Linked DNA regions of Mus musculus: region 1 is linked to region 2. Evidence: chromatin contacts called from public promoter capture Hi-C data. All regions are on one chromosome and are shown on one strand. Each heading gives the region's core, a stretch centred on a gene start, on an enhancer-like site or on the middle of the called end of the contact. The rest is flanking DNA. Distances are from core to core; before and after follow the strand shown. Region 1 holds the start of Nkx6-3 (NK6 homeobox 3). Region 2 overlaps Mrps31 (mitochondrial ribosomal protein S31).

Region 1 (3,594 bases), core at 106-2,605, 730 kb before region 2:
TGCCCCGGGCACTTCCTGGATCCCTGATTGGCATAATACCCACCCCCTCCACTCCAGTTCTCAGAAACCTGAGTCTCAGGGATGGGTGGGGTAAGCCCCCCCCCCCCCCGCCCCGCTCCCTAGCAGTCAGGGCCAAGGTCATCTTAGCGCTCTGGTTCTGCCATTGCTGACATGAACGGGGGAACAGGAAGGTGGGTGATGGGCCCTGGATGGGACCCCAGTGGGTTTTTGGAACAATCCTATATAACATTGGGCTCTTAGGGATACGATACTAAATTCATTAAGTTTTCTTCACCAGGGTAGCACTGTGCCTCACTGTGTGAAGGGGCGCCATGTCTCCGGGCAGAAGCGAACTTAAGCTACGTGCTGCATATGGTGGGATGGACTGTGATCGTGGGGCCTGGAGAACCCAAGGTCCCTTGAAGGGCAAGAAGTGACTGTGGGTCCAGACACCTGTGCTAGGTAGAAGTAGGGAGGAGGGAGAAGGGTGGGGTTCAGTTCTGCTGTGAGCTGAGAAAAGGGACCAGGAATTGGCAGGGCTGTGTAATAGCGGCTGAGGTTAGGTAGGTCGCGTGCAGCCCGGCCTTTAAAAGACCCCCCCCCTCCTGCCTTCTCCCCGGGACAGGTTGGGCTGGGGGTGAAGGCCCTGTACTCACTGTTGCTGCATGGCCGAGCGCTGCCTCTCCAGTCCTGGCCTGTGTCTGCCCAGCAGTTCCGGGTCCGGGTCGGGTACTCATTTCCAGCCTTGGAAAAGCTCCCCACCTGGGGGCCATAGTAGACGCCCTGGGAGCTGAGTCCACCAAAGCCTGCCACGTGGGGGTAGCCAGAGAGGAGGCTGCTGTTCGGGGTGGCAACCGGTCTGCTCAGGATGTCAGTGATTCCATGGGGAGTCCCAGCCGCCAGCTGGGGGCCAAGTCCCGGAGGGCTGAGCTTGTAGAAAGAGTTCTGCACCGAGTACTGGCACATGGGAGCCTTCATTTCTGAGAACTGGGCCAGCTGTGTGTTGTTCAGGAGGAAGGTCCCCTGCAGGTTGGACTCCATGGTCTCCAGGTCAGCGAATCGGTGGTCCAGGAACCCTTAAAGGCCAGCACTTCAAATGGTGGCCCAGAACCTCATGACAGGTTTGGAGAATCAGAGCCCCCCATCCCACCCCGAGCCTCAGACTGCCCTCTGGCTCGGCCCTTCCTCAGAGATGGGGCACCTACGTCAGCCCTCTGGCAAGTCAGGTGTCCAGAGAAGGTGGGCGGCCTTCCTCTTTCCCTCTCTGCCCGCTGGGCCTAAGGAGGGGTGCTTTCCATACTCAGAGCACCCGGTTTCTCTGCCTCTGAGTCTGGGGGCCCTCCATCAGAAGTTTTAAGTTCAGAGAGGGGACATTTCCTTGATAAAGATATGGCCCATTAGAATACAGACCTGAGACTGGCTGAGCTGCAAGCGCTGTGTCGCCATTGGTTGGAGACCACATGGGCCTCACATTGGCTTCTCCTAGACAAATTGCACTTTGAAAGATTGACTGTAAATCAGCCAGTCCGTGTGTGTGTGTGTGTGTGTGTGTGTGTGCATGTGTGTGTGCTCATGTGCGTGTGTGAAAGAATTAGCTCTAGGCGCCCTGAGCCTGGTCACAGGCTCCATTTGCTTACCCAAGTCCAGTATCTAAGAAAAGGTGGGCGCCTGGAGGTAGGGACTGGAGGCTCCTGCGGAAGTCAGAGAGAGAGAGAGAGAGAGAGAGAGAGAGGCTCAGAGGTCACAGTCCCAAGCTGCCCCTGTCGGAATGAATGTGACGCTTTGAGGTAACATACAGCTGCTTCCCTTTCTCCTGGGTAAGTGGGGAGACTGAGCAATCACTATTCTCTGGGGGAATGCAAGTCTCTGGCCTTGAGACCACGGGGTGGGAAACGTCTTGCTTAGGGAGTGGGCCGTGGAACAGCTCTGGGAGTTGCAGGGGTGTGGGGGGTCAGAAGGCATTCCACTGAAGAATGGTGGTTCCTGTTTCTCCCAGCCAGCCTTTCTTGGTCTCTTGAGTAGTCTGGCTGGCTGTGTCCTGGGTGAAGTCTCTTTCTCTCCTGTGAGCAGCCCTGGGCTCCTGAGGCAGAGACCTAAGCAGGGCAGTCGGGCTGAGGCTTGGGGCTACACTGACTATAAGGACGCCACCATTCGCTTTGTTTCTGAGGAATTTTTGCAATCTGATGATTCTTGTGGGTACCGTCTCTCAGTTGATAACGGGGAAACAGAGGCACAGAGGAATCAGGGCTTGCCTGCCAGGCTAGTCTCTAAATTCTTTCCTGAAGTCACCTGAAGTGTGAAATGGCAGGTGCAAGGTGATTGGCTATCTAAATGACTTCTTCCTGACCAGGCCACTGGGGCTTTGGGGAACACACTGTCTTGTGTTTGGAGGGATCTGTGTTTTCACAGGTGAGAGACAGAGCCTTTTCTTTGTTAGCTTTGTTTGAGGCAGAGGTCTGAGGTAGAGAAAGCTGGCTTGCTGTGGAGAATTTGACTGTAATGTAAGCAATACTTTCCGTGCCATGGGTGATTTAGGTGAGGATCAGATAGAAAAGCTTTTACGCAGGGCAAGATGACCTTCCTACAGGTTGGGCTATTTTTTTGAAGACCTTTAAAATTAAGAGTCTCAGTGTGTGTGTGTGTGCGCTCTCTCTCTCTCTCTCTCTCTCTCTCTCTCTCTCTCTCTCTCTCTCTCTCTTTCTCTCTCTCTCTCCATCCAAGAAGTCTAGAAAAGGATGATGAATCCCTTGAGGCTGGAGTTACAGGCAATTATGAGCCCTTGACAGGAACCAAACTCAGATTTCTTGGTGCCATCTCTTTGGCCTGAGGAAAAAAATTGTTTTGTTTTTATTTTTATTTTTCCACCATCCAAAAAGGGGCTGTATTTTGGAGTCAACTTCTAATTTATAACAAGTTTTACTTTCAAAACCAAATCAACAGGCCAACACATTGTAATCCACCTGGAGGACTTAGGTGTGCCACTGAGCGAGGAGTGAGTCTGCTCGCAGCAGGAATTCCTTCTCCCACCCTCGGGACTGGACTTCGCTTTTTGGAGTGGTTTCAGCCACTAAGCCATCAACAGGAATGGGTTCTGTTTTCTTTAATCACCTCTTTACAGTGTGCCTTCAACTGATTTTAGTTCTCAGCGACTCTCTGAGATGTTCTCTTTCTCCAGTCTCTATTAACTTTTGATTGATAGCCCCCCCCCCCCACCCCTTTCTGTGTAGCTCTGTTCATCTTTGGCTGTCTGGACTTAGGAACTCCCCCCCCCCCCCCCACACACACAAAAAAGTTAGTAACTTTTGTTTTTGTTTTTGTTTTTTGGGTTTTTGTTTTGTTTTGTTGTTGTTTTTAGTTAGTAACAGTTTATGTTAGGTTTATGTTAGACCAGGCCATGTGTCAACTATTCCAGATTCCCAGACTTGCCACCCAACCAAGGCAGTTGTGGTTCTGGAAGTGTTTTTAAAACCCTCTGGGGGAATACAAATGCAGGGTCGAGTTGCTGGCCTTTCAGTGCATGAGACACTGGCGTGGGGCTGGGGAGCACCAGCAATGTTAGGGACAAAGATTTGGTCATTCTGTAATAATGAGAAG
Region 2 (3,540 bases), core at 180-2,679:
CAAAAACAGATGGGAAGAGATAATCAAAATCAGAGCTGATGTTAATATTTCAGAAACGAACAAAAACAATATAAAGAATCAACGAGATGAAGAGTTAGCCTTTCAGAAGACTGACAAGCAGCCAATGAACCAGAAGGAAAAGAGAGTATTTAATTTCATAAATACATGTGTGCTCTCTCCTACTCTGGGCAGTTAGCTGCTTGCTTACAAGCAGGCACCATAGGTTAGTGACCTTTATGAAGAGCAGTGAGCTATACTGCAATGGCCAGTGAGGAACTCTTTCTGACCAAGAGCGGCAGGCAATCCGTAGATTGCTCGTCTGGCTGTACTGATCCCCCAGGGTCCCACAGAACGCGGGAAGCACGACCCAAATCAGCAGTTTTATTCATAAGCAGATCTAGGACAATGACAGGAAGAAATGTAAAATGCAAATACCCAGCTGTTATACAGCCAAGACAGCAGGACCTTTTCTGAACGACAGACGACTTCTCTACTTGGAAAAGGCTGTTCTTGTCTTAACAAACCTGGTTCAGGTGGTTCATCAGCAAACGCCTTATCAGCAAAAATTGAAAGTCTTTTCCCCTTGAATAAATATTTCCTAAGATAAAAACATTTAAAAAACACATCTTAGTATATTTGTAAAATGTTAACAAAAACTGTTTAAGGCAAAAATATGTATGAGACAATCAATTAAAGATAATCATGCTGACCACATCAGACATTTTAAGCTGCACTGCCATGATTTCGGGACTTGGGAGTAGAAAAAGAATATCTGCTCTTACATTTTTGCTTTATAACACAACAAACCAGCTAAGTTTAATTTTCAAAATATACAACTGAAAGTTCTAGAAAACTCAGTGTTGTAGGAGGTTATAAAAATATGCAAGAACAGAAGCCGGTAAGGCCAACACTTGTGACTGAGAACAGAAAACAGTGAAAAGTTTAATTATGATTTATAATGCTAGAAGACAGATAAAAGGTTGCACTTTATGAAGCAATCAACCTGCAGTTTAACGCCTGTTCAGTCCCGTTAGGGAGAACCTGGCTACCTTTGTTACTTCCCTCCGTCTCCCTCTAACACACCACATGGGAAGCCTCTGCCCCTCTCTTACTTTTTAAAAAAAAAAGATTTATTTATTTATTTATTAATTATATGTAAGTACACTGTAGCTGTCTTCAGACGCACCAGAAGAGGGCGTCAGATCTCATTACGGGTGGTTGTGAGCCACCATGTGGTTGCTGGGATTTGAACTTCGGACCTTTGGAAGAGCAGTCGGGTGCTCTTACCCACTGAGCCATCTCACCAGGCCCCCTCTCTTACTTTTTAAAGTTTCTTTTGTGCTGTATTTTCTGAGCCAGAGCACCCATGGAGGCCTGAATGGGAATGGTCCCCATCAGCTGCTGTATTTTAACACTTGATGCCCAGCTGGTGGCGCTGTTTGGGAAAGTGGTGTAGCCTTCCTAGAGGACGTGTATCACTGGGGGCTGGCAATGGCTTGGCCCCAGTTTCAGTTCCTTCTCTAGGTTTGGTGTTTTGTCATTCAAGTTGTGACCCCTCAGCTTCCTGCTCCAGCTGCCATAACTCTGCCCCATCTTGATGGAGCTAATAAGCCCAAACAAATATGGATAAGTTGTCTTATTAGCAAATTCAAGGAACTACAATTTAACACTTTAAGGTAATATCGGAACTTTAACTATAATCATTAAAACCTCTGTGCATTTTGTGTTTTCTTAGACAGAGTCTTACTATATAGACCAGGCCAGTGTCAACTCAAGAGCCAACTGCTTAAACCTCCCAAGTCCTGGGATTACAGGTTTGCAGCACTGGGCTGGTCTTACTGTTTTAGGGACAGTCTCACAATAGCCTTGGCTGAACTGGAACTCACTGTAAAGTTCAGAGTGGCCTGAAAGTCATGGTGTTCCTCCTGCCTCAGCCTCCTCTGTGCTAAATTGCAGGTGTGAGCCACCATGCCTGGCCTTTTTACCCAGTTATTCTCTGAAGGTATGAGAGAAGGAACCATAACTATACATGCAAAGGGCACATAGATGTTCAGGGTTAGCAACATCCAGAACAAAAGATAATGAATGCTTCTTAAAACCTCAGTTGTTCAGAATTTCCATAGCACAGCTTATTCTCAATGAAAGGATCATTATTCAGTATGGGTAAAGTGAGTCAAAACTCAGGCTGGCTCATGGTACTGATAAACGTAGCACTGCTGAACCCAAAAATCCCTCTCCAGGAAACGCACAGTAAGTTCCACTTCAGCCTGGGTTTACCTCTTCACCCAGTCCTGCAAACTGCATTGTTGTGGGCACAGAGGGCCTTACACTCACAGAGAAGCACCAAGAGACGCAGGAATGCTAGTCACACAGGGTGTCTCCTCAGTGCAGGGCATGAAATCAAATGCCCACATTCCACATGGAGAGCTGAGAGCAGATTTGTTAATGGCTTGGTGACCTATTTGCTCTCTGTAGAAGCTGACATCAGCTACCTTTTGCTATAGGGACAGACCTCACCCAAATCCCCAGAATGATTATCCCAGACTCTTTCCTCCCTAGAGCATTACCCATCCTTAGGGCAGACGTCACATGTACTTCATGGCCTGCTAACCTCTGCTGTGGGTCAGAAGCCACACTAGATTCTAGGATTTGTAGCTATAAACACACCCTTGTGGTCACATGTACTTTGTAACTGAGTTTCCATATAGTCACACTTTAAGCTTTATTGTGCACCTGGAATTAGACTGATTGTTGCCTGGAAACCTTTTCCCAAATTGTCCTGTGTTTTCCATATGTAACTATGAGCTGCCTGGCATCAGTTCCCGAAGTCTGATCCAGGCTTAGTCTGCACCAGGTTTTCCTTTTTACCTCTTTGCAGATCACTGCCTGCAGTGGTACCTGCAGGGAACCCCCCACGCACTAATATGCATCCCTATAAGATAACTTATTGAGTGATGAGATTCAGGTGCAATTTCAGAGAAGATACCCCTGCTGTCTTGTTTTATGCCAACTGGATCCAAGCTAGAGTCATTTTGGGAAAGGAACCTAAACTGAGAAAATGCCCTAGCCTGATTGGCTGGTGGGCAAAGCTCGGTGCATTTTGTGGGAGGGCCCAGTTCACTGTGGCTGTGCTGCCCCTGGGCAAGTGGTCCTGAGCTGAGTAACAGAGCAAACTGAGCAAGGCAGGGGGAGCAAGCCAGTGAGCAGCGTTCCTCCATGGTGTCTGCTTCAGTTCTTGCCTCCAGGTTCCTGCTCTGAGTTCTTGCCCTGACTTCCCTCAGTGACTCTGTAACCTGGAAGGGTAGGATGAAATAAACCCTTACCTCCTTCCCCAAGTTGCTTTTGGTCATGGTGTTTTATCACAGCAATAGAAACCATAACTAGGTATCCACAGTGATCATGGATCTATCATTAATAATATGCAGAATAAATTACGATTAAAATAAAAATGAAAACAAACAAACAAACCCCAGCAGATGACAAAGCCTGAATACCTTTTTCTGAAATCAGTTGGCTTCTCCTGCTTAAGAGAACTGTCCA

What was found. Promoter capture Hi-C pulls out the DNA fragments that hold promoters and counts their contacts.
Region 1: a contact with region 2 is called in a promoter capture Hi-C map of embryonic stem cells, with 2.9 times the contacts expected there. The contact joins the promoter of Nkx6-3 here to the enhancer-like site in region 2. A contact is called at or near these places in 7 of 39 promoter capture datasets (the 3T3-L1 cell line, embryonic stem cells, pre-B cells and 1 more), 6 of 484 Hi-C or Micro-C datasets (embryonic stem cells and pro-B cells), 4 of 115 datasets of contacts at active chromatin or transcription factors (astrocytes and embryonic stem cells) and 1 of 9 other capture datasets (embryonic stem cells).

What each region holds. Positions count from the first base shown.
Region 1 is chr8:23,151,032-23,154,625 of GRCm38.p6, reverse strand. It overlaps Nkx6-3 (NK6 homeobox 3), which reads right to left and starts at 1,355. Exons shown (of 3, transcript NM_029002.2): 1 at 657-1,355. The coding sequence starts at 1,041.
Region 2 is chr8:22,421,405-22,424,944 of GRCm38.p6, reverse strand. Mrps31 (mitochondrial ribosomal protein S31) reads right to left here. Exons shown (of 7, transcript NM_020560.2): 4 at 3,495-3,540; 5 at 525-598. Among named protein-coding and RNA genes, the nearest start is that of Mrps31, 12 kb to the right of the region's middle. Within about 2 kb of position 1,429, at least 17 of the 459 cell types and tissues checked have an H3K27ac peak or open chromatin away from gene starts, as enhancers often do. A contact at or near this core is called in embryonic stem cells, where this site is marked.